2 separate regions of the Mus musculus genome follow, and region 2 is linked to region 1. The links are chromatin contacts, called in public promoter capture Hi-C maps. All regions are on one chromosome and are shown on one strand. Each heading gives the region's core, a stretch centred on a gene start, on an enhancer-like site or on the middle of the called end of the contact. The rest is flanking DNA. Distances are from core to core; before and after follow the strand shown.

Evidence for each region. Promoter capture Hi-C pulls out the DNA fragments that hold promoters and counts their contacts.
Region 2: a promoter capture Hi-C map of trophoblast stem cells shows a contact between it and region 1, with 4 times the contacts expected there. The contact joins the enhancer-like site here to the promoter of Kdm7a in region 1. A contact is called at or near these places in 16 of 39 promoter capture datasets (the 3T3-L1 cell line, 3T3-L1-derived adipocytes, HPC-7-derived erythroid cells and 11 more), 8 of 484 Hi-C or Micro-C datasets (CD4 T cells, CD8 T cells, bone marrow-derived macrophages and 5 more), 6 of 115 datasets of contacts at active chromatin or transcription factors (bone marrow-derived macrophages, effector CD8 T cells, embryonic stem cells and 2 more) and 4 of 9 other capture datasets (adipose tissue, liver, macrophages and 1 more).

The regions. Positions count from the first base shown.
Region 1 is chr6:39,204,725-39,208,371 of GRCm38.p6, forward strand. It overlaps Kdm7a (lysine (K)-specific demethylase 7A), which reads right to left and starts at 2,049. Exons shown (of 20, transcript NM_001033430.4): 1 at 1,717-2,049. The coding sequence starts at 1,910.
Region 2 is chr6:39,398,450-39,401,866 of GRCm38.p6, forward strand. It overlaps Mkrn1 (makorin, ring finger protein, 1), which reads right to left. Exons shown (of 8, transcript NM_018810.2): 5 at 2,761-2,975; 6 at 1,946-2,056; 7 at 1,349-1,487; 8 at 1-985. The coding sequence ends at 776. Among named protein-coding and RNA genes, the nearest start is that of Rab19, 19 kb to the left of the region's middle. Within about 2 kb of position 2,067, at least 38 of the 459 cell types and tissues checked have an H3K27ac peak or open chromatin away from gene starts, as enhancers often do. A contact at or near this core is called in stem cell-derived epiblast-like cells and trophoblast stem cells, where this site is marked.

The DNA.
Region 1 (3,647 bases), core at 799-3,298:
TCAAATAGTGCCCAGGAAACTTCAAATTTTTCAGTAATTACAACCAATTCTTGTTTTATTCTTTTTAGAACTTAATGTTGGCTACTCAATTCTGGTTGCCTAGAGTGTTATAGAAGCAGAGAATGTAGGCATAGAATTGGAAAGGTTTGGTATCTACAAATTTTACTTTTATATATAATCAAAATCTAGGGAAACATTTTACTAAGTGACATTACCCTTCAGCTTTTATCAGACTGTTGAAGCTTGCCTTTACAAAAATGAGCACATTACCCCTCTTTTAAAGTGATACGTTTGTGTATGCTATCTGTTGTCAGAGTCCTGTAACTTTAAAACTCGGTAAATTTAACTGCACTTGAAAATTAAGTCAAACTCTACGCAGTTAGTTGTCAACACTGAAAGAACCCTGTAATTTCAATGGTTTTCTCTCCCCAGACCAGTAGAGGGAGACTAAGACATCTGGCCTGGTGGTGCAATGTTTCTGTAATATTGGGGAGGGGGAGCGGAGGCTGTATTTAAATGTCCTGCTGTCAATCAAAGGATACTTCCTACAACCACAGTCACCATATCAGCTCTAACTCCCAAGCGGGCTCTCGTCAAGATACAACATACAACGGTGCCCAGAAAACCTGCCTCACCTAAAGGTGACCGCAGGCTTTGCCACAACACCCAAATAAGGACTTTGGGAGCCCAACCCCAACTAGTTTCTTTGTTTAAATGCCTGCGAATCCCTCCCACGCCGGAGTCAAGAGGCTCTGGCGCCGCCCTTTATTAGCCTCACACTTTGATTACAAAACACACGAGTCGGCGGCCTGGCTGCGGAGGCGGCCCGAGCTCTCCCAAACGTCAAACCTGCGGTGCGGCGGCGGCGGCGGCATCGGAGGGCATCGTCCGCCACCGCACCGCCCCAAAGTTGGATGGCCGCAGTGCCCAGGCCACCGCGGCGGGCCGTCCGGGTGTCGCCAGAGACGCACTCACTGTAAAGTTTGAGGCGCTACAGCGACGCCCGGGAGGGTCTGCGGCGACGTCCCCTCGGCCCGGCCCGCCCGCCCCCCCCCCCCGGCCATAGGGGGTGTGTTGCGGGGTGGGCCAGCGGCTGGCCAAACTGTGCCGTGACGGGGCCCCGCACCTCGCGAGTGCCACATCTGTTGCTCTGTTTACTCGCGCCCGTCGTCCCACCGCCCCGTCCCGCCGCCCGAGGAAGTTTGATAAAGAGAGAAGGGGGCGCGACGGGACCCGCGGCGGGGGCGACCCGCGACCGGACCGAGCCGCGGCCGCCCGGAAGCGCAGCAAGCGCGGCGGCTGGCGAGGGCAGGCACGGGGCGAAGGGAGCCCGGGACACAGCAGTGGGCGGCAGCCAGGGCGGTGGGGGGACCGCGGGCTGCGGGCCTGCCTTCGCTCCTCCGCCACCCGAGCCGTGCCGCCCACCGCGTCCCCTCAACCGGGCTTCCCCTGCCAACTTCTCTGCCGGCCCCTTTGTTCCTGTTTGTTGTGGCGACTCTTCGCCCGGGCCGGCCGAGCCCACCGGCTCCGTTCCGCAGCCTGCCGGGCAACCGGGGGCCCCCGCTCTCGCCTCCACCCGGCCCGGACACTCGGTGCCTAAGAGTCGGGACGTGGGGAGCGACGCGGCAGCCGAGCCCGAGGGAGGCGCAGGCGGCAGCGGCAGCGGCTGGTCGGTGACCGCAGGCGACGGCGGTGGGACTGAGGGGGTTTATTTACCTGCCGTGGAACCAGTCCTTGCAGACATCGCACTCGATCATGAAGCGGTTCACGTCGTACGGCTGCCGGCATACACAGTACACGGGCGGAGGCGGAGGGGGCGCCGAGGCCCGACCCGGAGCGGACACCGACCCCGCTGCCGCGGCGGCTCCAGCTGCTGCTCCCGCGGCCACCGCCGCCGCCGCTCCGGCCATCTTTAAAAAACACACACACACGCTCGCTCCTCCGCTCGCTGACTGGAGCGAGCGCAGCCGCCAGCCAGCGCCGCCTCCTGCAGCAGCCGGAGCAGCAGCCCCGGCGGCGGCGGCGGCGGCAGCAGCAGCGGCGGCGGCTGCGGCGGCGGCGTCTTAGTGCGCGCGCGCGAGCGAGCAAGGTCGCGGCTCAGGGGCGGGGGCGGCGCGCGCGCGCGCGACGCGCGAGGCCCGTCGGCTGCTTCCGGCGCTCAGCGCGGGGCCGTGCGTCCCGCGCACGTTCTCGGTCTCCGCGCGCGCTCCCTGGCACCTTCCGCGGCGACCTGCGCGGCGACCCGCAGCGGGGCTGGCGGTCCGGGGAGGGGGCGGAGACGCCGTGAGGGCACGCGCCGCAGTGGCGGCGGCGGGCGCGCGACTGCAGACGGAGGAGGAGGAGGACGGCGGGAGCGTGCGTGGAGCGGGTCTCGCCGTCCTCACTGCTCCCCGAGTGGAAGCCCAGGCTCGCGGGGGAAGTTCCTGCCGTGTGAAAAGGTGGATGCTGTGGCTGTATTCTGAGGCGGAGAAGCTCGGAAGTTTCAGCCCTCCAGGGTCGCTTCGCTTCGCGTCACTTAGCAGCCGCCCACTGAGGATGCCACCCCCGTCCTGCGTGGGCCCCGACCGGGGTGACACGTCAAGCAGTTGTGCCTCCCGAGGTGGAGGAACGCCTTGTGAAACGCACTCAAACTTCCGAAAGCGTCGCGCCCAAATTCCCAGAGAGCAACTTGGAAATCTGTGTGTTGATTGGAGCCGCTGTTGTGGGGGGGGGGAAGAACGTGGTCTCCAGGAGGAATTCCGTTAATATCTGTCGCCAAGGGGGAACCAGGCTTGAGATGGGGTTGGTGAGAGGAATGAAGAACCGGTGTTTTTATAAATAACACAACTTGGCTGTGACTGCTCTGCTCTGCTCTGCTAATTGGGGAAGTGGGGAGAAAATTTTGAAACGTCTTTTCCCTGGGAAGGGAGATGCTACCAAAAAGAAAAAAAAAATCCTTTAGGAGTTCTCTGCGCAACACAGGCCATCACTGTTTTTTTAGTCAAAGGTGAAGCTGAATCAGATGTGAGGTGATAAACTGAGGAATAAAACTACCCAACAAATTTAGAATAGAGAAAAGTGAATAGAATGTTAAGGATTATCAAATCAACTTGGAAGCTGAATCTCTGTGAGCATTTATATCCAGAGAAAGCAATAAAGCTCCCTGGGTAACTTATGTTTTGGAACATGAACAGGTGAGTCAACTCACCGTCCCCAGGCAGTGACGCTCCCTGGTTTAGTCTAGCCTTTATTTTTATTTTTATTTTTTTTCTTTTAGTGGAGGAAATCGAGTAAATTGCCACAATCTCAGAATTGGAACTAAACTTGTTTCTCCGTTATATGCCCAATCCTTTCTGTACTACACAGATGTATGTTTCTCACATACATCACAAGAAAAGAAAGGCCTGAAAATCATGGTTGACACAAACCCAATAAATTTGAAGCATATGTAATTTTAGTATCGTGGCTCAACAAATTCCTGAAAGATCTATTAAAAATTATAGCTAATAATGCCTCTTTTAATTACCTCACTCAGGCAGAAGAGAAAAAGGAGGGAAAGAAGAAAAGCAAAAGGAAGTTATTTATTTAATGTGTCTTAAAGAGGGTGTGTGCGGACTGCACAAGACAACCAGTGAGTGAAAGGCAGCCAAAGCTATCTCATGGAAGCC
Region 2 (3,417 bases), core at 817-3,316, 190 kb after region 1:
GGCTGAAACCACTAACCCACATCTGCCCACTAAAGCTAAGAATACTGCACCTATGCACAGATGGGAAGGAAGCTGCTCACATGCTCGCTCGTGCTCGCCCACCAAGTCCATCGACCCTTGGGAGTTAGCTGCCAGCTCTGCGCTGATGGAATGCCACTGCATCCTCCCTGTGTTTTTACATTTTTCTCAGGTTAACCTCAACACATTTGCACCTGGTTCTGGTTACCCAGTAGTCTTTCTTGCGTGCAACTGAACAAGAACCCAAACCCACAGGACAAGCACATGTAGGGGATTACAGGGCAGGGAACAGCTCTAAACCATGAAGGTGCAGATCTCCCAGAAACCTCGGGGAGCCCTCCCACATCTAGCGCAGAGAGCGACTTAGGTCCCTTTTTTCCCAATTGCCCCTATCCTTGGACCCCAAAGCAATCAGTGCTTTTTCCTTTGAACCTCAAAGGGGTCTCAGAATGAGTGTGCAAAGTCCATGAACACAACCTGGCTGAGGACAGATGGCGCAACAAACCTACACTAACTGTCTGACAGTTAAATTCATGTTACAAAAAACTAACTTTAAGATTTATTTTTGTAACTTTTGAAACAGAGAAAACAACACACTCTTGGGGGAGGTGAGGGTAGAGGAACAGGCCCTGGGAAGTGATCACAGCACCTGGAGTTTGAGAGGCCTGCCTAGGAGAGCCACACGCACTGCCACACAGCACAGGGGACAGCTACTGTCTGAGGCTCCGCAGACCAGTGCCCGCGCCACGCAACGCTGCTATAGATCCAAGTCATAAAAGTCCTCCAGCTCATCGTGAAACAAGTCCCACTCGTCCTCAGAGTCTGTCAGCTCGTCGTCCCCACCTGCAGCCAAAAGCATAAGCAACATCTCGCCCAGCTCAAAGGTGACAACCTCCTCTTCGTCGTTGTCAAAGGGGTTGTTCTCTCTCTCCTCAATGAGCTCCCAGAAGTGGCTCCTTCGTTGGGCCTGTAAGAAACAAGGCCATGATAGGGGTGGCACTGTCAAGCAGTGTCTTCTATCCTGTTGCTCATCAGGTAAACCGTGTGGCACAGAGGGAGGGAGGGAGGGAGGGAGTGCATGGCGGACCAGAGGTCTCCCTTAGTCCACCTTGCCAGTGCCTCCCCTTTGGCTATTTGTAGCCAACATGTTAGGCTAGGGCTTTTGAACACTGTTTCTTTCCTACCCCTTCCATCTTCTGAAGTCTGACTCTTTTACTCTAGTCTCCCCCACACCCCCACACCTGAGTGTCATTTTCCCCTACCCCAATATGTGCAGGTCTCAACTGACAGTGTGCGATTTCCCCTCCTTTAAAAAAAGAGTGAGAGTTACCCGGTATCTGCTTGATGTTCCCACTTTCTGTCTCTGTGGCTCCTCTCTACGGCCATCAGGGTACGCATGCTTGTAAAAACAGTTCCCTCCAAATGGGCAGCTCCCACGTCCTTCATCAAAATACCTGCACGCCTTGTTGCTGGAAAGGAAAATATCGCAACCCTTATTCACAGTGGACTTCAGGCCCGTATCGACTAGCATCAGGGGCTTCTCTTTAACAGGGGCAGAGCACAGCCCCCCGCAAATTGTGTTCTTAGAAACACGTGCTCCAAACACTGACTAGAAACGTCTCTGCTTAAATGTGCATGGTTTACCAGCACTAACACCAACTGAAAATCTTTTAGAATAATCACAAAGCACAAGAATTCCTAAGCCTTGACTCTCATGACCTGGAATGAGCTGGAATCCCTGCGCAGGCTTTAGCTAGAGTGGAGACTTCACTGTAAAGATCCCTCGGCATACACCAAGGACTGTGTTTAAGTTAAAGCAGGACACACACTGGGCAAGCAGTTATCCTATGCAGTAAGGAAAGGGTGGGTAGGTAGTAGGAGAGCAAAGGCAGCACCGCACTATCCGAGCGAGCCCGGCTGCTCATACCTCATGGCCTCCTTGTATTTCTGAATGAGTTTCTGCTTCTCTTCTTTCTCCTCCACCCAGTTCTCACTTGGAATGACAAAGTTAGATGTGATCCGGCATTCGGGGCAGGACCTGGGAAACAATGAACAGGCTGCAATGCACATTCCCTCCACTAGGCCCGCTCTTCAAGACACACCCTGGTGTGTCACCTTAACTGACAGGCACATGAACATTAGCAGAAAGGGATTCCAGTCACATCTGAACCTTTCTTTGGAGGAAAGACAAACTCCTTCAGAAATCAACTCAATGGCTAGCCAGTTTTTAAAAAAAGACTTAGGTAAAAAACAAAACAAAACCAAAAGAAGACATTTCACACAGACTCCTTCTTTCGTTTAAATAAATTTATTTCTTGTAACTTTGCTCTGTTTGGATTATGTGGCTTTTGTTCAGTTATGAGAACAGTTTTTAAAGGATGGTAGATTTTGGCTAGCTTAATGGATGGTATAGGAAAGTGGAAAGTGTAAGACACCAAGAAACATACATTCAGAGCTAGATGTTTGTTCAGGAAGCCTAAACTGTCTATCTAATCCATTAACACAATCTCCTCAAAAAGCATGAAGACTCTACTGATACACAGGGTTTCCTCATTCAAATAAAATAGACAGACCAACTAACCTAGCGGCTAGCTGAAGTACAAAGAAATCCCAATTAGAACACCCAGGTTCATGATAAAATACATGCATTTAAATGTGGTCGTTCTGGTTGGAGGTTGGCACAAGATACTAAACTCTTCCCGAAAATAGAAAGCACAAACGAAGATTGGGGAGGAGTCTCACTTTATGATCTTGCTCTCAAATTGTTTAGCACTTCTCCACTTGCGAATACACTTGAGACAGTAGGTGTGGTTGCAGTTGGAGAGGATCCCAAAGCGACGCTCGCTGGGGTTGGCTTTCTCATAGACCACCTCCATGCAGATCCCACACACCATGTCCTTGCTGCGCTGAACAGCAAAAGAGAGCTCCATGTCCTTCTCATGGGCCTCAATGCAAGACTGGAAGAAGGGAAGAGACAAGAGGCACAGTGAGGCCACCGCAGTCCAGTCCGGAGACTCCACAGCCAAGGTCCTGCCGAAGCTTTCCCGTCTGACCGGGTAAAGGCACAGCTCCACACCCCCGTAGTGCTCACATCACTAGTCAAGCTGGGAGGACCCAACTCCCAATATCTGAAAGAGTATCCAGTTCTCTGTATCCCAGAGCTCCACCCCCTACAAGTCCCCGCACCAAAGACCCTATTAACTCAGGTGATGTTTCAGTTTTGGGGTGGAAAATGAAGGATTAAAGCCTTCATTTCCAAACTTTAGGATACTGAACACTTGGGAGGTGGAGGCAGAAAGAGCAAGAGTTCTATAGGCCAGCCCCATGCTACAGGAGACTGCTTCCAAAGAAAAAGAAAAGAGAGTTGGCTGTGGTGGCACACACCTTCAATCCCAGCAC